2 separate regions of the Choristoneura fumiferana genome follow, and region 2 is linked to region 1. The links are chromatin contacts, called in public Hi-C maps. All regions are on one chromosome and are shown on one strand. Each heading gives the region's core, a stretch centred on a gene start, on an enhancer-like site or on the middle of the called end of the contact. The rest is flanking DNA. Distances are from core to core; before and after follow the strand shown. Region 1 holds the start of Larp7 (La related protein 7). Region 2 holds the start of LOC141432054.

What was found. A called contact is a pair of places that touch in the nucleus more often than the background predicts.
Region 2: a contact with region 1 is called in a Hi-C map of whole pupa, with 5 times the contacts expected there. The contact joins the promoter of LOC141432054 here to the promoter of Larp7 in region 1. A contact is called at or near these places in 2 of 2 Hi-C or Micro-C datasets (both in whole pupa).

The regions. Positions count from the first base shown.
Region 1 is chr10:9,480,573-9,484,471 of NRCan_CFum_1, reverse strand. It overlaps Larp7 (La related protein 7), which reads left to right and starts at 2,107. Exons shown (of 8, transcript XM_074093405.1): 1 at 2,107-2,583; 2 at 2,978-3,145. The coding sequence starts at 2,275. It overlaps Plc21C (Phospholipase C at 21C), which reads right to left and starts at 1,715. Exons shown (of 22, transcript XR_012451784.1): 1 at 1,242-1,715; 2 at 1,016-1,162.
Region 2 is chr10:9,795,850-9,799,748 of NRCan_CFum_1, reverse strand. LOC141432054 reads left to right here and starts at 2,060. Exons shown (of 6, transcript XM_074093428.1): 1 at 2,060-2,330; 2 at 2,579-2,761; 3 at 3,802-3,899. The coding sequence starts at 2,310. It overlaps MED17 (mediator complex subunit 17), which reads right to left and starts at 1,692. Exons shown (of 12, transcript XM_074093430.1): 1 at 1,466-1,692; 2 at 1,097-1,346; 3 at 175-456. The coding sequence starts at 1,554.

The sequences.
Region 1 (3,899 bases), core at 858-3,357:
AGCTCTGTATGGAAGTTCAGTCACAAGAAAATTTTATTTACTTAAAAATATTTTTTTTTTCGAATTTTAAATATATATATTAGTTTTTAAATTATCGTACAGGATTTTCTTAACACCATTACTTATTCATATCAAACTTTAAATGAGCAAATTTGTACCAATTTCATAAAAAAATATATATTAATATGTTTTCTATTGTTTTTATTAAACTTATCAAACTAATTAATTTAACTGGTATTAGCAATTACCAAACTTCCTGTGACTAATATTTACAGCCACAACTAAATGAAATATTTGTTATCAGTTCAAATAAAAAGTAGGTACTAAAAATACCTACTCTATTCATGATATTTTAGGACTAAAGTTTATGATAAGTACAGTCAAATATAAAAATTATATTTTTATTATTAATGTTATATTCATATTAAAATGCATGAACTTAGCCAATGCTTCAAAAATATGTACAAAACTATTATTCTGACAAAATAACACATTTTTGAGTGGCTTAAATAGACACATATATTTGCTCTTAACTGTACATTACTAGCAAATTACTATAGTATTTTAGTATACTATAGTATAGATAAAATAATACTTAACCCCTTGTATGCGGGAGGGGTTAAAAGTAGTGGATTCTAGTCTCATCTGTTTTAATAAGAGCAAAATCTGCTTATTAAAAAAAATACAAAAAGATAGCCTTAATTTTACAGGGATCCGTGCATCCCCATACAAGGGGTTAAAAGTTAGGATGCATTGTAATATATAATTATATTTATCCGTTGCTTAGTACCCATAAAACAAGCTTTGCTAAGCTTACTGTGGGACTAGGTCAATTGGTGTGAATTGTCCCATGATATTTACTTACTTACTTATTGTAAACTTTTTTAAATTAAGTACTTGAATCTAAATATCTATGAATATTCTCTTCTGTTATGTTGTTCTTTTCATAGTAATTTACAAATCAAGTTCAACAAAAATATTTATCTGTTTTAAATACTACAGTCTATTCACTTACTTTGGGAACTTTTGCATGGACTCCAGTTCTCACATCTCTGATGGTGGCAATATCCAGCATTTCAACTTCCATGTTCTGGTCAGTCCAAAACAGGAAGAACCCCCTGGCATCCACCCTGAGGGTGACTGGCAAACCCGTACCAGAGTCCTAATTAGAACAAAAGTTTTAAAAAATCGCACGAATTTGTTCAAAACATATTTATGTTTATATATAATAAAAAAGTCACCTCATCCCACTTGATGAATTTTTCCCCTTCCTGGAGAGCTTTAGGGACTTCAATCGGCTTCAAAGAAACATTGGCTGATTTTGTACTACTTGTAGTCATCTTGAATATATTAGTTATATAATTAAGCGGAAATAATAACACTGCAGCAGATGAAAACCGTCATCTTCTCAACCACAAATCTATCTACGAGATCTATCGACGGTACACACAGCAAAGGCACATCATAATAAAAATGAAGGTGAAACTACAATATATCGCACTAAAACAATTGAGACTAATTTATTAAACCATTATCCATGATTTAATACCTCCGTGATAACTAACAAACAATGATTTCTCCCATATATAAATATACTCCAATAAACCACCAAAAACTCAGAATGTCAAACGTACACTGGTCCACTGCACTGCATCCACAGATTCGTTATCAGTATTTTTATCTAAAGGTTTTCTCACACGATCTTTAGAGCTCGAGCTCTCGGCTAGGTGTGCTGGATGAAAATTGCACATGAATGGGATTTAAGTCAATTGTTACTAAAAAAACAAACGATTTCTTGTCTATGCTAAAGGGCTGCCAGTATATACATTCCCATTAAATACGCGCTATTTTAGGCCGAAATAAACGTATTATGTTAGATTATGATATGAGAATTTTATAAAATATGATCTTGAAAAAAATACAAGAAGCCTTTAACTGTAGTCTCTTCGTATGCTTGCTTAGAATTATTTATTTAGTGGTATAATAGAATATTGATACAATTCTATTCATACCTTTAAATTAAAGTGTAATTTGACTAAATTACTGTTTAAAGAATTTCATAAATAATGTATGGCAACTCAGTTTATCTGTCTTTAATGACACTGACAGAAACCCGTAAAACGAGCGAAATGCCAAATAATGCCAAAATGCCAATTTGATTTGATTTGGTTGGTTTCCTTCCTTCCTCGCCGGAGTACAATCATCTTATCTTATTCCATGAGAACTCTGTTCATTTAATATCCTCAAGAAACATTTTTCAAGAACGATTTTACAATGTCTGAAACAGTAACTGCGGCAGCCACTGATGATGCTACAAAACATGAAAACCAAGGGAGAAAGAGGGTACGGCATCGTAAGAAGCTCCTGTACGATAAAATCCTTAAACAAATGGAGTTTTACTTTAGCGATGCTAATCTGACGAAAGACAGATTTCTTGGAGACCTAGTGAAGAACGACCCATTCGTGGCAATAGAAGTCTTTCTTAAGTTTAATAAAATCCGCGCTTTGACGCAGGATGTAGTTGATATTGCCAAAGCTATGAAATTTTCAACGATTTTAGAACTATCAGAGGATAAACAAAAGGTAAAATTAATATTTATACTTTACTTCTTATTCTTATCCTAATCAAGCCACTTGACTTCACATTACAAAACATTAAATATCAGTATCTTAAGCAGAAACATTTTTCAGACAGTCATTCTTTTATTATCTAAGTAAAGATAGGTCATTATGATCACATCAACCATATGCTCTTAATGCAGCAGCAGCACACGCACATACTTTATATTGTTTTAGCACCTGTTATGAAAAGCGTAGATTGTCATTTTCTCTGATGTCACATGAGGATAGACTCCAATTTGGTGCCGGTTTCAAAGTTCAACTCATGTTTTTAAATCAGGAAACAATCTAACTAGTTTTGATCTTTGAACATGAGTTAAACTATGTTATAATAATAATAACTTTCTAAATTTCACAGATAAGAAGAAAAACTCCAGTGCTTCCATATGATGCAGACCTGAGGACAATATATGTTGAGTCTATACCAGTGTCAGCGAGTCGAGAATGGTTGGCTCGTGTCTTCTCAGACTATGGCAATGTTGCTTACATCTCTCTGCCTAAGTTTAAGAATTCACAAAAAATTAAGGTATTTGCCAACTCTTTCTATAATATGCTGATCTCAGAGAAAGCAAGTCTGCTTTTGGATATTTAAAAATGGCTGGCTGACTGTGTACTGGGGGTGCAGCAGTACTGTTGCTAGTGCTGGCGGGTGCGTCCCAATGCTGCTGCTAGTGCTACCTACCCTCACTGCATCTCATTGACTGTATACAAAGGGATACAAAGATATAAGGCTTTGTAAATCCCAACTTGTTTTAACAGATGTAGTACAGGTGACCAAGTAAGTTCCTACGTCAAGCAGGAAAAACAATACAGCAGATTATCACACATGTGCTTTGTAAGTAGTAATAAATAGCCTTTGATGTTTTAAGCCAGAGGTTCCCAAATTTTATTTCTCATAGACCAATTTAAAATTTTTACTGTTTTGGTGCTGCTACATTGCTAATATATTTCCTGAGCAAAGAATTGTTTAGAGCTCTTTGAATTTATTTATTCATACTTTTTTTCCACCTTTTTTTTACTAAATTTTTGTTCTGTAGAATTTTTAATTTCATTGGAACCACTGATGTATTAAACTGTAGATCCACAATCGCGCGTCCGAATATGTCCGAGCCAAATGAGCGCCACTTTGGTAAATGTGGCCTTCTTTTTTTCTCAGTACGTTGTTGTCAGTACAAGCGTAACGATGCCCACGTGCGTCTTTAAAAAGTGCAAAAATCACTCGCGAAAACGGAACAAATCTGATGGAATATCATACTTTCAGCGAGTATTTGTTGTTTTTT
Region 2 (3,899 bases), core at 811-3,310, 320 kb before region 1:
AGGTATTTTATATACAACATTAATCAAATTTACAGTGTGATTTTTGGGAATTCCCATGTGAAATCAGTAAAATCTCAGAATTTCAATTTGACTGCTGGCTAATGGATTATGCGTCCAAAGCCACGCATAGAGTTTATGGTTATACAACAAAGAAATAAAAACATACAATATTACCTCAAACACTCCAGTCTGACTGAATTTAGAGCCCGCAGTCCTATAACTCAAATCTCCTACAATTGTATTAGAGACTTTCTTCAGTCTCCAGTTTTGTCGTAGCCTCAATAGGTCTATGTGGAAGTCTGGCATGTTTCGGCTTAGCCTCATAGTTTCACTGGCTCGGAGACGTTCTACACCAGCTAAAAGAACAGCAGCTGCTGCTCCAAGGGCCTTCTTGCGACCATAAACTTGTAGCATAGGACGGGTGTCTTGTTGCTCTGCTTGAATTGGGTCTAGGATCTGTTAAATCAATTCCATTTGTTAAGGTTGTAAAAATTAAATAGTGATGTACAAGGGGCGGAATTTTCATAGCAAAAAGCTTCCGAAGTAGGTGACGTGGGAAGGTGGGTCTTTTGTATCAGTATCTGTATACTAAAATTATTAATAGAATTGTTATTATTATAACTGAAAGTTTTTATTAAAAAAATATTAAGAAAATACAAAATATCCATAGGACTAAAACTACTATTCAATTATAATAACTAAAACTAAAACTTCAATTAAAAAAGAGAGGTGGGCCTCTTGGCATGGTGCCCATCACGCAGGCAGCATTCCCGCGTTGAACTGCGATTGAGATTCTTTGCGCGAGAAAGCTGCCGGCGCGAGGGTTGCCTGTTGCCTCCCTTAACCTATTGCTGAGCTCCCTGTGTAGCTCCAGCGCACCCTTACCCCAAGGACCTAGAGTCTCGACGCCAAAAGCAAAGAAATGATATTGGGCGCCGAGACAGCTATATTTTGTGACCTTGAGGCGTTCCCGGGCGTCTGACGCCGCCCCCGCACATTTGGTAGTTGCTGGTTATTATTATTGTATTGATTGAAATAAATTGGAAAATAATGCTTATAACAAGATCTTTTTTCATCTTTTATACTGTGCACTTACCATGTATCGTTTTTCTTTAGCTATGCTCAAAACATCAGCCAAAACACAAACTTGTGTGAGTGCATCCCTCAGTTTGTTCCTCACCGAGTCCCATGGCCATTGACTGGACTGGTAGCCAGGCTCTTTACTGTCCTCTTCGGATTTAACTTCCACCTCTGGTTCTTTTTTGATAGTGCAGTAATCGTCATCGGATTTTGCAAAGTCAATTTTTTGTGCTAACCGCGCAAGATTCTCTGACATAGACAGAGGCCTAGAAGAATTATTTAAATATTTTTTAAATATGAAATCAATCGTGAATACATTATTTTATTCAAAAGTAGTATTCGTTTCGCCTCTATATATTTATGAGGCTGTTTTACAAATACTTACGCTTGGTAAATTTCTTGGCCATCATAGGTTATTTCCTGTATTTGATTTTCTATAGGGGCTTCAATAGATATATTCACTGAATTAGCCATGATTTAGATTCGACGGAGCTTATTAAGTTGAAGTATTCCAATAGCAATAGCTCTACATTTATTTGTTGTTACGGTAAATAAAAATAACATTTAATTTCTTTCAACTCAAATGACAGATCAGATCACTGTCATTGCCCTAATCTAGCTTGTCTCTGGTTTATATTACACAGACTAAAAAATAAACAACAAAGTACACTTAAAGCCAGTCCAACCAGCCCAGACCAGTCCAATTAGTTATTTTTTCCATTTGGCATAATTTTAGTTGCCATAAAATTCGAACAAAAACTGAAAATGATTTTTGTAAGCATTTGGCTACGCAAAGCAAAGATGCAAAGCCGCTTGACGGTTTTGAAAGCCCTTTTTCTAAAGTCCCTGAAAATTGAGGAGAGTATTAATTGGTAACACAGTCACCATAGACAGGAGGATTTTTGTAAGCAAAGCTTGCTATTCATGCAAGTCAGCTGAATTCGTTCGGTCGTGTAAAAGTAACTTAAGCTGACTGACTAAAAACAACATTCTGTTTTGTTTATGGCCATACCCCAACGTTAGTTCTCTCTATAGTTTGTGACCCCAACCAATGGTATGGTTGTCATATCAACTGCTATCGACCTTTTGCAGAGAAAGTAGAATTACTCGAGATGATTGGAATGCCGTTTTTGTTTTGAAATATGAATTAAACTTAGGGAAATAATTGTGTGAAATTAAATTTCAACAGCGGTATATACTAAATGAGCATTTTATCTTGACAATTCGTCATGTCGGACCGTTCTATAGCCGTAAGTAGATAAGAATTTATTAAGTGAAATTACTATAATTAAGTGAGAATTTATTTAAGAATTTACAATAGTTTTGAAACTAAGACCTTTACTTTTTCAATATATTTGAAAATTGACACGGAAAGATAAAAAAGAATTATGTATAAATTCAAGAATTTTATTCCATCTTTTCCTAATTTCTTGACATGCCAAACCAAACTATGCTGCCTACTTCCAAAGTTCCATAATATTAAATTAAACTTTTTTAGTCCCGCCCAAGTTTAGAGCAGGTGGTAGCAATTGTGGACTTCATGGAAAAGCACCAACAATTAGCTCTTGGTCTACTTCGAGGGCTGGAGGGTCGCGAAGAAAGTAAAAAACTGTGGTTCCAACTTACCAGGATTGTTAATGGCATCTCAGGTCCTACGAGACCTATGAAGTCTTGGATCAAAGTAAGTTTGTTTAGTGATAGTGGTTACAAATGCTAGTGTATTCTTTTTTTTATTTAATTGTGTTGTTTCATTTTACTAAACAATTTGTTTTAAAATATGTACTTTAACCTTAGTAAATGAGAGCAAAAACTTGAAACTCCTATTTTCTCAGAGATAAGACCAAGCTAGATCAATTTTCTTGTTTTAATCCCCTGAACCCCCCCCTCCCCCTCATAGCATATTTCATATTAATCATAATACTTAGCTGTTTCTGAGGTCCTCAAAATAAAAATACATGTGTACAGTTGAGTTATTTTTTTTTTAACTATTGTTAACGGCGTAGAAGCGTGTTCAGATATTTTTGATCAAATTTTTGCTCACTAAACATATTAGAAGGCTAATCATATTGAATTTATGACAATAGATTAAGGGCCTGTTTCGCCACTTGTCGACTAGCTTTAAGTGTCAGATAAAAGTAATGCTGTCTTTGTTTGTTCGGACAAAACAAAGGAGATGGCATCACTGATATCCGTCACTTAATGTTAGTTGACAAGTGGTGAAACAGGCCCTTAGTCTATAGATGTAATTATCTAAATACTACCCGACCAAGCTTAGTTTGCACCTTGCATTTTAACAAGAAAAGTTGTTGCAAGTGTTTAAAAAAGAAAGAAAATGTTGGAGGAAAAATATGCAGGATTTTATGATCGGAAACGGTTGGGTCCAAAGGCAAGGGTGTTGGTGCTGCATTTTTTGATCCTCAGTTAGATAATTCAAAACTAATTAAATTGCAGAACGAGATTTCTATTATGAGAGCTGAACTGGTAGCTGAACTGGAAGCAGGCGGGATTTCGTATTCCAGCGAGGTGCAAACTTAGCTTGGTCTGGATATACTAAAGTCTAAAACATTGTCAAGTTTTCTTGATTGACATTAGTTTCAAACTGTGATGATCAAAATTTGATGTGGCCCTTACAACGTTAAAATAATCTACTGTTAATCTTTTTTCCACTAATGAGACTTACCACATGAACCAGTTCTCCAGTTTTTATTATTTTCATTTCAGTATTGGGCTGACAAAAAATCTACTGTGAGAAATAAAGTCATCTCTGGTGGCGGAGATCCTAACAGTCTATGTTCCAACATTGAGAAAAAAATATGGGA